4 separate regions of the Mus musculus genome follow, and regions 2, 3 and 4 are each linked to region 1. Evidence: chromatin contacts called from public promoter capture Hi-C data. All regions are on one chromosome and are shown on one strand. The core of a region is the stretch at or near the end of the contact, and the rest is flanking DNA. Distances in the headings are between cores, read along the strand shown.

Region 1 (2,826 bases), core at 81-2,580:
GTTTTGTTTGCTATTCATTTTTTTAAGGGAAGTTGAAGGATAGCCCTAAGTAACCGTCCTCACAGTAAAATACGGCTATCTATCTTTCCCACCCTTTCGAGATGCTGGCAAGGCCTTAGCTAAGAACTGATGGAGGCCAAGGATGTAGCGTGGCCATTTTTTGTGTGCTCCATGTCAGCCTTTAGAAGGGTTTTATAAACGTAGCACATCCCTAGTTGAAGGCATTCACATCCTAATCCGCCAGCTGTCTCGTCTCGTTGCAGGACTAGAGTGAGCGGATTACACAGCCCAGTCTAACAGGCAGTTGAGAAGGCGGACTGAAAGTTCCCTGCGGACAGGAGCCAAGTTAGTTGCAGTTCCCTGTCACCTCCTTAGAGCATCGCGTGATGCCAGACACCCCTAGGCACCTAGGCAGTTCTTCTGCGGATCCGTGAAAAGTAACCAGAACTCTGCCCCCAGAACTCACAATCGGCTTGAAAGTCCACAGTGTCCCCGAAACTGGTTTTCCCTTCCAAGATTTCCTGCAGACCCAGAAGAGGCCGAAATCAGTTTCAGCTCCCCCCCCCCGCCCCCCAGCCTCTCTAAAACAGCTGATTTCGGGGTGGGAGGTGGGGGTGGGGAGGACCGGGTGGGGGGAAAAGCTGGGCGTCCCCCCCCCCCGCCCCCTGCCGGGACCCCTTGAGCCCGGTGCAGGGGAAGGTGACCAGGAGGGGGAGAGCCAGCCCGCACGTGCAGCGCCCAGGGGAGGAGGCTGGGCCAGCGCAGCGCTTAGTCAGCAGCTGGGCTCGGTTTTGAAACAAAAGCCAATGTCCTCCCTCGGAGTCCGCGGCCGGTCAGTTCCTAGGGGGAAGAAAGCTATGCTGCCCAGCCGGTTAGTGGCCCAACTTACTTTTCCTGAGCCCAGGACTGAGGGCCAGCGGATGTTCGGGAGTGGGTGGGATGCTGCGGGGAGGGGGCGCGGGGACAGCTCGCACACACCCTGCCCTGCTCTGATCTCCGCTTGGCTTAAGGCCGGGTCCCCGGGGTAGCGGGACGCACGCTGATCCCGGCCCTGGAGCCCAGGCCCCTCCGGTGTGCGTGCAGCCGCAGCACCTTCGCCACCTCGCGTCCCACAGCTCAGACACACCAGGCCCTGGTTTCATGAATGAAATCCAATCGTGTGGTTATAAATAGCCGCCAAGGCTGCTCACGTCACGGTGGAGAGAGAGAGAGCGATCGGAGGCCGCCACCGCTTTGCTCGCTCCGTGCCCGGGCGCAGGGTTCCGCCCGGTGCCCCGCCTGGCCAGGAAAGGGGGCGGGAGGAGGGCAGGGCTGGCGGCGACAGCGACCTGGGGACGAGTCCCGTGGCCTGCGCCGGGACGCGGACGCGGCCGGGTGCGGCTGGGCCATGCTGCCTTTGTGCCACGCCGGGCGGGTGGCGCGCGGTGCGCAGGGTCCCGGCGTCCCCGCGAGCGCGCGCGGCGGGGGCCGCTGCTGAGCGGCGGAGGGAGCCAGGTCTCGCTCGGCTGCAGGGTAGGTGGCTGTGTCGTGCTGAGTGTCCCAGTGAGCAGCGGAGCACCCTCACCAGCTCCCGATTGCCTCGCGGGTGGCAGGTGGGGACCCCGGCCCATGTTCCCACCCTCCCCCAGCAACGTTTGCGAGAGTGAGCTGAAGGGATGCGGGGGGACAGTCCCCTCCCAGAGGAGTGAGCTGAAGAGATGTGGAAGAGCACCCGCCCCGGCCGCACCCCTAACTTGTAGCGGCAGACAACACGTACAACAGGCACCTTAGCAGTCCGGTTGCACCAGGGCCGGGTGCTGCCGCGCCCCCGGGGAAAGGCGCCTTTTCCTCGAAGGACTCTGGTGGGGAACTTGGGACGCGAGAAGCAGGGTGCTCTGAGCCCTTGGGTGTTTGCCCTGCCCCAAGCAGTGTCTTTGGATGCACGATGACGCCCCTCTCCCTCCCCTCCCCCCTAGCCCTGTGTCTAGGGAGTCTGTTGTGAGTTGCTGTGCCAACAATACACGCTGCCTTGTGAGGGGCTTGCACACACCTCAACTTAAGTGTTCAGCTAGGTTCACAGCCAGGGGGTAGGGGGAGAGACACAGAAGAGATCCACACTCACACCCACCCCCAAAAAAGTGGAAGGAAGGCAAGACTGTGTAAAAAATGTATATATAACATTTGATTCCACTGTTGGCCGTGGGGTTTCCATCCCATATCAAACTACTCAACGGAGGAGCAAAGTCAATATTTAGACTCAGACAAGCCAGAAAAGTTAGGAGGGAGAGCCAAGCACAGGGTTCTGAGTTGGCTTTGCACGTCAGCACAAGAGCTGCGCCTTTGGGACTGCCTGTACACATATGCTGGGGCATTGGGGGTGGAGGCATGCATTAAGCTTGATAAGTTACAGAAAGCTGGGAAACGCTAGATAGTAGCAAGCAGAGGAGACATCCTGACTGAATCTCCCTGGTCTGTGCTTTTGGGGAAACTACTGAATACTCAGCCTGGGGTTTCAGCATGAGGTTCTCTGTAGGTTGTGCTACCTGCCATAAAAACATACAAGAGACTCCAAACCATGCCATGCTTCCAGAGGCATTCAGCTTGGCCAAGGGCAGATAATAAGCCACCAACAGGCTCATAAGTTCACTTTTAAACACTCTTTTGAGACTCAGTGTATTATTTCATCTTCAGTGATCTTTGGGACGCCTATGAGAACCAGTGGTTCCCATTAGACAAACTCAATCTTTGGACTGTCAGTAACATCTGAGTGTTGTCCCCACAGGGGAAGCAAGCAGTCAATTATCATATTAAACAAGATTCTTGATGAGACTCCTGGATCATATTTGA
Region 2 (2,700 bases), core at 84-2,583, 1.7 Mb before region 1:
AGGGAAGAGGGATTCAAAACTACTTAGTGTATTTTGTAGAGAATGAGAAACAAAAATGGTTTCATTATGGCTTTAGGATGGAAGCGCTTTAGGGTCCCTGCCCGGTTCCCTTAAATCAAAGCCTTGGTGGCACTGAGGATACCAGGAATCAACCTAGCCTTCCGCCCACCCGCCCCCATAACCGTGCCCGGTGGTGGCTGTACTCCAGTGGGCCGTGTTCCCCAAGGTTCCTCAAGATGTGGCGCTGGTCACTCCAGTAAATCCATCGTCCAGGCGAGGGGGCGGAGAGAAGAGCCCTTATGGAAGATAGAGGGCAGCCAGGCCTTTCTTGAGCAGGGCAGGGTACATCTTTGGCCCACAGTTCCCCGGGCGGCAGGAGCTTCAAGGTAGGACCTTGGGGCCTGGATAGGGCTCTCCCTCGCACCAGAAGTCGTCGGCCTGTGGTGTCTCCAGGAGCCACACTTCTCGGGGAAGGTCGCAGGCAGAGCCGGAAGCCTCCTTGGGTCTGATGGGCTCCACTACACGGTAATAGTGGCAGTCCCGGCCGTCCTCCGGGTCGTAGGGTGGGGCCAGGATGTCCAGGAAGGCAGCTGGCCCGTCCACGGCATCAATCTGGTGCAGGTTGTCCCGGTGTGGAGTGAGCACGCAGGGCCCACTGGCCTCGGTGTACTCGGCCCGGGAACGCAGCACGCCCGGTCGCACGGCCTCCCGCTCCAAGGGCTGCAGCGGGGGCTCGAACTGCTGCTCTGGCGGCGGCCGCCGATGCCCGGCCCCCGTGTCCAGCTTGTCCATGCAGCTGATGCGGACCGTGCCGTACAGCACCTTGAGCATACCGTGCATGCCCGGGTGGTCGTGCAGCGGGATGCACGTGCCGCTCTTGAGCAGGAACACGCCCAGGCTGAAGCCCTCCGTCTCGTAGATGTGCATGTAGGTGACCGGCGGGAGGTTGCGGGGCAGCGGCTGCGGCAGCGCCTTGCGCGGCGCGATGTTGAGGTCCTCGGCGCGCACCTGGGTCAGCAGGCTCTTGAGCAGGCTCAGGTTCTCCGGGAAGCCCGGCGCCGGCCCTTCGGAGCCCGTCGAGCTGCCGCGGAAGGTGAGACACGCCTGGCGAGCGATGCGCTGGATCAGGGAGGCCATGTTGTCGCGGGGCATGCTTGGCGCTTCCTGCGCGGCTCGCGGCCGGCCCGTTCCGCCTCTGCGCCGCCCCTTGCGGTCTCCGGCGGCCGCCACGGCTACCCGCGCGGACCCCCGCGCCAGGCGGGAGACCTCCCCGCAACAACCGGCCAGCGGGGCGCGCGGGGCCGCCTTGCACGGTCGCCCGCTTAGCGCGCCAATGGTCGGGCGCTTGCCCGCGCGCGAAGGCGAGTGCGCACGCGCACGGCCGCTACCCGCACTCACGCTCCGGGGCCCAGACAGGCGCTGGCGCGGGCCGTGCCAGGCGCTGCCTCACGCGCGGAGCTCCATTCACGCGGCCCACACCAACGACTACAGCCGGGCGCGGCGGGAGCGCCGCAAGGCACGCTGGGATGTGTAGTCCGAGCCTGCGCTTGCGCGGGGCACGAACGCGTCCTGCGGAGCAGGGGAAACCAGGATTTTTTTAAGAACTTGGCAGAAAGCGAGCAGCGCGTTCGTTTTGCAGAGCCTCAGGGTGTTTACTTGTTTGATAAAACTGAACTATTATTGCAAGAGATATAGCCAGTTAACTACAACTCCCGCCATCCCCGCAGTCGGGGTGACATACTTCCGGCAGCTGGTGGAGGCTTCTCGCCGCTGGGAAAAAAACGGCACAAGAGGGTCGTTAACCTTCTTGTGCCGCTAGGGCCTGCTGGGTCACTCGGGGTCACCTTTGACCCTTGCTCCCTAGGAATGAGGTTTCGGGGTCAACCTTAGCTGCTCGTAGGCCACACTGTGTGCGCCGTGGAGATCTGTGGATGGCGCTTGTCTATTTTTCTGTTTCTTAGGAGGTGAATGGGGTCGGGCGGGTAACCAAAGCGGTCACCCAGCACAGCTGTGCGCAGCTGTTGTTTGCCTCTGGGCCTGATGACGCTGCTCCTTGACTCACTGATAGCGGGAAGCTTTGAGAGGCCATTTGCTACAGCCAAGGGTTCTGTATACTAGTGGTTATCCATCCGTAGGGCGCCCGAGAAACACCAGTTGAGGGGCAAGGGGCGTTTTGTCAGAATAGATTATCGCTGTCATGAGTCTCTAGAGCAATGCAACTATCGGGCTGGTTTATGAAGTTAGGTCACCGCAGAGTGATTATTCTCTGGACTTTTTGCAGACGTAGGTGGTGGCTGGCAAAGGAAGATAGTAGATATTATGAATTTAAATCTTACCCTTGAATTTAAGGTCTTCTTGGACTTTCAGAATTAAACATGGGTTTATAACTGCAGTGGCCCAGGAAATCCTTTTCAGTTAAGAAGGCAGGCTTTTAGTGTGTATGTGTGTGTGGGTTTTGCATCCTAGCCAGTAAGTGTGGTATTCCAGGTACCTTGTTAAATACATTAAATAATGAGTTTTATCTTAGTAATACCCTCACAGAAACTTTTAAGACGTAGGCACTGACTGTATTATTCCCCGCCTGTACACGAGAGATTAATTTGCAGGTGCGCATTTGGAAAAGACGTAAGTGCAACTTAACGAAACACAGTTTGAATTGGTGTAAAAGGAACCAAGGGACACAAGGACGTAGCTTCTGCA
Region 3 (2,784 bases), core at 167-2,666, 1.9 Mb before region 1:
AGTTGGCCACACAAATTCTCTTACAAACAAGAGAGGCGCGAGGTTATTTCCCTAGCTCCCCAAAACTCACCAGTGTAGCCTCATTAGCCTGAAGTGTAATCCACTTAGAAACGGACGCAGGGTCTAAATTAGTAACTCTTGGGTAGATTTCTCGGAGCTGCAAACCTGGCGCCAGGGATGGAACCATAGCTTTAGGTGTTCACTCTCCAGCGTTGACGCTCAACACTCCCAAATCTCATTAAGTGACAGGGGCTACGGTCTCACTGGAGCAACTAACTCTTCCAATGTTCCATCCATAACGTACAGTTCTACGTGTCTCTTATCTATTCAGTCCTTTAATCCTCACAACGAACGAGGGTTAAAACAAAAACAAAAAAAAACAATGAAGTGAAAATTTTTGTTCAAGGTCTCTTGAGGCTATTAGGTGACTAAGCCCGAGTTCAAATCCAGGAGTTTGGCTCCAGAAATCCATAGTCTGAAACCACAGACTCTGGCTTCTCTGCACAGCACGGACCAGGCTCTTCCAAGCCGGGAGGGAGGGCAGAGTTCCAAAGGAAGCAATCAATCTTTCCCGGTCCTGCTCTCAATCCCTCCGCATCATCGCAAACCACCTACAGACTTGGGACTTGCAAAGTTTTACTCCGCAACACTAAGGAACCAGACGTCTGCATCTGAATTTCATGAACCTTTTCCCAGGAAACCCGAAGATGTCCTGTGATCACACTTAGAACAGAACTGTGGGAGGTTTGGGGTTTTGTGGGGTTGTTTGGGGCGGTGTGTGTGTGTGTGTTCCTTTTTGCCCCAAACAATAATGACCCGGCCCCCTGTGTGTCTCTCTGTATGTGTTTCTGAGAAAGGCAAACACGTCTGGTACTTTCGTGAGCCTTAAAGCAAAGGCACCGGGCTGCGGGGCGTGGACTGGGGTTCCGATCCAGCTGTTTCAGAGGGGCCTTCGCTAGCCCAGCTGCGAGGGCAGCAGGGAAGAGGGGGTGCGGTGTGCGAGGCGCGGCCCCGACACCCCGACTCTGCCCGCGGCCTGCAGGCGGCGGCTACGTGGCGCTGGGACGCGGTCCCAGCAGGGCAGATGCCACGGGCCCCGAGGGAGAGGCCTGAGCCCCGGGGATCAGGGTCCCCTCCATGAGCTCGCGGCTCCCCCTTCAGTGCCGCTTGACCCCCTCAGCCCGCGTTTCCCCGCAGCCTACCGGTCCCCGACTCAGCCCGCGACCACTCACAAGGTTGAGGGGTCCTTCCATCACTTCCATAAACCCCGGGGTGAGCAGCGGCCCGAGGCGGAGCGGCGGCGCCCGGGCACATGGAGGGGCAGCGAGGGCAGGGAGACGCGGCGGCTGGCAGGAGGCTCCTCGCAGAACCCGGAGCCGGCAGTGAGAGCCCAAGAGCGACAGCCGCGCCACTTCCGCCTCCGACGTCGCGTCGCGGGGGGCCGTCCCGGCGTCGCTGCGCGCGGCGGCGTGACGTCGCCACGCGCCGGCGCGAGGCAGGGGGCGCGGCTGGGGTGAGAGCATGGGGTGGGCGGGGCTAGGGGCGGGGCAGCAGCTAAGTGACAAAAACCGCCCCTCTCCTCGCGAGAGGGAGCTCTGCTAGACTTCGGCGGCGGCTGTCACGTGATGAGCCGGGTCTGGCTAGTTGGTTAATAAGGTCACTCTGCACGCTTGACCTTTCTTCCTTCCCGTAGGCTTTCTCAGGTCCTCTCCTTGTACCTCACCCCTCCTTCTCCGTTTCTGTTCTATCTCCGTTGACTTTTTTTTAAAAAGCAAATTTGAGCCAAGTTAACACCCTGCACTAGATCCGCCTTACAGGAGGTTTCCATATTTTTTGCCTTTTGGCAGAGAGTCTGTGGCCCAGATCTTGTACATGTGGCAGTCTTGTGTCGAGCATATGAGCAGGTGCCACCATACCTCCACTCCACCGAGAGGATTTGACAGAGATAAGTGACCCCAGGGTCACAAACTAATTCTAAAGCAAGAAGGATTATAAGCCACCAAGTATAACCGTTCTTCAACAACTATGTACTAAATCACTGTGCTAAGGTCTTTCTGTTTCCGCACCCACTGGCAAGTAGATATGGTTTATGGAGAAAGGGAGATGGAGAGGAGCTGAGAGAACAACTAACATATTGTGTGAAGGAAACCGGGCTTACCTGGAGGTTTTTTTTTTTTTTTTTTTTTTTTAAAGATTTATTTATTTTTATTATATATAAGTACACTGTAGCTGTCTTTAGACACTCCAGAAGAGGGCGTCAGATCTCATTACGGATGGTTGTGAGCCACCATGTGGTTGCTGGGATTTGAACTTCGGACCTTTGGAAGAGCAGTCGGGTGCTCTTACACACTGAGCCATCTCACCAGCCCCTTACCTGGAGGTTTTACAGTACCAAATTCTGTAATGAAAAAAACTTCAAAGAACCACATGAATGTACCTTTAAGAATTTGTAATATTGGAGGACGTGGAGACGCAGGTTGGGTGTTAAAGGAAACCCACCTGGGGTGTGATTTTTTTTTAAGATTTATTTATTTAATTTATTTTAGTACACAGTCACTGTCTTCAGACAGACCAGAAGAGGGCATCAGATCCCATTAGAGATGGTTGTGAGCCACCATGTGGTTGCTGGGAATTGAACTAAGGACCTCTGGAAGAGCAGTCAGTGCTCTTAACCTCTGAGCCATCTCTCCAGCCCCCTGGGATGTGATTTTTTTTTTTTAATATGAAACCTTAAAAAGCCAGCCGAGGAAAGAGCAGAGGCAATGTACAACATCTGTAAACGGG
Region 4 (2,700 bases), core at 198-2,697, 1.3 Mb before region 1:
TTAATAAATAGCATTCCTTATTTACTCTGTGAGTGACTCTGTCTGTGTGTGTGTAGGCTGGGGAAAACTTGTGTGAATGGGTTCTCTCCTTCCATCATGTGTGTCCTGGGGATTGAACTTGATTCATCAGGTTTAGTGACACGCGTCTGCTTGTCATCTTGGTTTGTTCATGCCGTTAATATTTTTAGTTACTGGTATGATGACATACATCAAAGCGTTAACATAACAATAACGATCTTTTGAAATTTGGAAACCCGAAGTGTCCGGTATTATTTGATATAAACAGGGCCGTGGCCAAGATCCTAAGCTAATAGAATGTTCTGGGTGGATGCGCCTTGCCTCTGATGCTGTTTTTAGCGCGACAACTTCTAGAGTGTTGGAACCAGGTGGGCGTCAGCATAACTCCTCCATAAACAGGAAGTTCTTGTTGCCTCTGCATCTTTATCCCCTTTGCCCTAGCAACAGATGACTCTTACAACCCAATTTTGCAAGGGTCGTGGTACTTATTTCCTCCAAGAATGGCAACAAGGAGCACTGGGTCCCACAGGGAAGGAGCCCGGATCTTAGGGTGCATCTTAGAGTGAAGTGTCTGTGTTACACCCTTATCTGCCTCCAGATGCTGAGATAGAAATGGTGCCTGATCCGCCAGGCAGGCACATTTTCCAGGTTACTAAAGTCTCTGGACCCCAGCAAAGGAGAACCTTCCTGTGCTGCGCTGGGTTGGTCAATAGGATGCAAACCCTGGCCCAGCCTAGGGCTGAAGATGCTTGCAATGGAGTGCAGGGATAAGAAGAGAGGATTCTATAGCAGCAGTGGGGGGGGGGATGTTTGGATGGGGGAGACGAGATATACCACCCACCCCCAGCAAAAGGCTTTCATCCGCCCAGCGGAAACCTAGGGCACAGGTTAGCAAAAAGGGTTTCGATTTCCTGTGCAGAGCTGGGCAGGCTGGGCAGCACCTGCGTGGGGGTCCCGGCTTTCCTAGCCCCCGCTCCCGCTGGTGACTGCGTGGATTCGTGCTCACGCGAGTTCGTGCAAGTGGCTGTGGGGAAGCCAACGGTCCCGACTCCCCAGGATGCTGCGCATCCGGGACCACCTCCCCGCGTGTCGGCGGAGCAGGGGGCGCGGGCGCACGGCTCCAGCCGAGCCCACTTACCGGACTTGTTGCTGCCGCTGCAGCCGCCGGTGCTGATGCTGCGGGAGCCGTGCGAGCGGTTTTCAGCAGAGCCGTAAATCAGGCTGAGCCGGGTCGGCTCCCACGCGGGACGAGCGGCGACCGGGGCGGAGCGTGGCGCGGGCGGGACACGGGGGCGGCGCCCGGGGACGCGAGGCTGGTGCTCCGGCCCCGGGCAGCCACCCCTGGGTCCACCCCATCGGGGCCCCTCTAGCGGGAGATCCTGGGCCTTTCCCTTCACTCCAGCTCAGGATTCCGCTGACATCACGGGGAGGGATGCAGGATGGTCCCTGGGGAGGGAGGCGGGGACACGTGCCAGTCTTGCCCAGCCTAGTCTTGCTACAGGCCCAGGCAAGTGCTCCCAGTTGCAGGGGCGGCGAAAGTGGGCGTGAAGATGGAGCCTAGCTGGCTAGCCCCTGGAAAGAGCTGCCAGCAGGAAGGCTCTGATATTTATTTATATTAGAACTTCATCCAGGCAACCTGGCGGGGGGGGGGGGGGGGCACAGGACCAGCTTACTCCAGCCGTGGAAGGTAGTAGTGTCCTGGGACTAAGTTAAACAAAACTAAAGATAATAAAAGTGTAGAAGTTAAGAAACATAAATGCCAAACCCTGAGGCCTCCTCACTGAGAGGATGCCCCCAACACTAGTCTCTCAGTGGAGGAAAGATTTAGCTTCTGAGAAATCTCATTTCCTAATTGAAATTTCGGGATGTGTGTGTGTGTGTGTGTGTGTGTGTGTGTGTGTGTGTGTGTGTGTGTGTGTGTGTGTGTGTGTGTGTGTGTTATTTTGTTAAACCTGCTTTTAAGGGGCTGGAGAGATGGCTTAGCAGTTCAGAGCACATACTGCTCTTGCAAAGGACCTACACTGCTCGAATCAGCTGCTGGGCTGTCGTCAACGTTCTTTCACTGATATTCATACTAAGACTTTGATGACAGGTGCACGCCTGTAAAATTCAGGAAAGCAGTACCAGAGAGTGACTCCTACAAAACGGGGGTTGGCAGCTGCGCAGAGGCTTGCTCTCTCAGAAAATGTTATGCTTCTTGCGGTCACTATCTTAGGTCACTCTCTAAATTGAGCACGTTTATTCCAACTGTTTATTAAGCTGAAAAAAAAAGTTTGGTCTGAGTGTGCATTGCACACAACCAAGAGTCAGGGTGCACCCATCATCTTGAACAGCAGGAAGCTAATTCTGACTACCTTTGGGGCAGGATGCTAAGTATGACCTGGGAGAGTCAAGGGACCCAACGTCTAGAACTCAGCCCTCTCCCAACACTGAGGCAACTTGTTTGCCTTGCTTGGTCCCGAAATGTCTCCACTTCAGGTGAAGCGCGAAGACTTCCTAGGGCCATTTTTTTCTAACAATGGCATAAATATTATCACATTCTTCATTAAACCATATTTTACATTTATCAATACAATTTCCATATTAAATTGCATCGTGACAGAATGATTCGATAAAGAATGATTTTAGATGAAAGTAAAGGAGGGAAATCTTTTCAGGTGCAAAAGAAAAAGAATAACTCTT

Evidence for each region. Promoter capture Hi-C pulls out the DNA fragments that hold promoters and counts their contacts.
Region 2: a contact with region 1 is called in a promoter capture Hi-C map of pre-B cells, with 5 times the contacts expected there. The contact joins the promoter of Ado here to the promoter of Rhobtb1 in region 1. A contact is called at or near these places in 2 of 39 promoter capture datasets (hippocampal neurons and pre-B cells), 2 of 115 datasets of contacts at active chromatin or transcription factors (astrocytes and pancreatic cancer cells) and 2 of 9 other capture datasets (adipose tissue and liver).
Region 3: a promoter capture Hi-C map of pre-B cells shows a contact between it and region 1, with 8 times the contacts expected there. The contact joins the promoter of Nrbf2 here to the promoter of Rhobtb1 in region 1. A contact is called at or near these places in 2 of 39 promoter capture datasets (liver and pre-B cells).
Region 4: a promoter capture Hi-C map of hippocampal neurons shows a contact between it and region 1, with 5 times the contacts expected there. The contact joins the promoter of Zfp365 here to the promoter of Rhobtb1 in region 1. A contact is called at or near these places in 3 of 39 promoter capture datasets (cranial neural crest, hippocampal neurons and pre-B cells).

Annotation. Positions count from the first base shown.
Region 1 is chr10:69,211,864-69,214,689 of GRCm38.p6, forward strand. It overlaps Rhobtb1 (Rho-related BTB domain containing 1), which reads left to right and starts at 1,331. Exons shown (of 11, transcript NM_001252637.1): 1 at 1,331-1,512. A930033H14Rik (RIKEN cDNA A930033H14 gene) reads right to left here and starts at 1,235. Exons shown (of 2, transcript NM_001331193.1): 1 at 890-1,235; 2 at 1-521. The coding sequence starts at 1,142. The coding sequence ends at 463.
Region 2 is chr10:67,547,622-67,550,321 of GRCm38.p6, forward strand. Ado (2-aminoethanethiol (cysteamine) dioxygenase) reads right to left here and starts at 1,334. Exons shown (of 1, transcript NM_001005419.2): 1 at 1-1,334. The coding sequence starts at 1,152. The coding sequence ends at 382.
Region 3 is chr10:67,283,865-67,286,648 of GRCm38.p6, forward strand. It overlaps Nrbf2 (nuclear receptor binding factor 2), which reads right to left and starts at 1,417. Exons shown (of 4, transcript NM_001036293.2): 1 at 1,233-1,417. The coding sequence starts at 1,262. It overlaps Gm46200 (a long non-coding RNA gene), which reads left to right and starts at 1,569. Exons shown (of 3, transcript XR_001779690.1): 1 at 1,569-1,656.
Region 4 is chr10:67,911,215-67,913,914 of GRCm38.p6, forward strand. It overlaps Zfp365 (zinc finger protein 365), which reads right to left and starts at 1,448. Exons shown (of 5, transcript NM_178679.2): 1 at 1,157-1,448.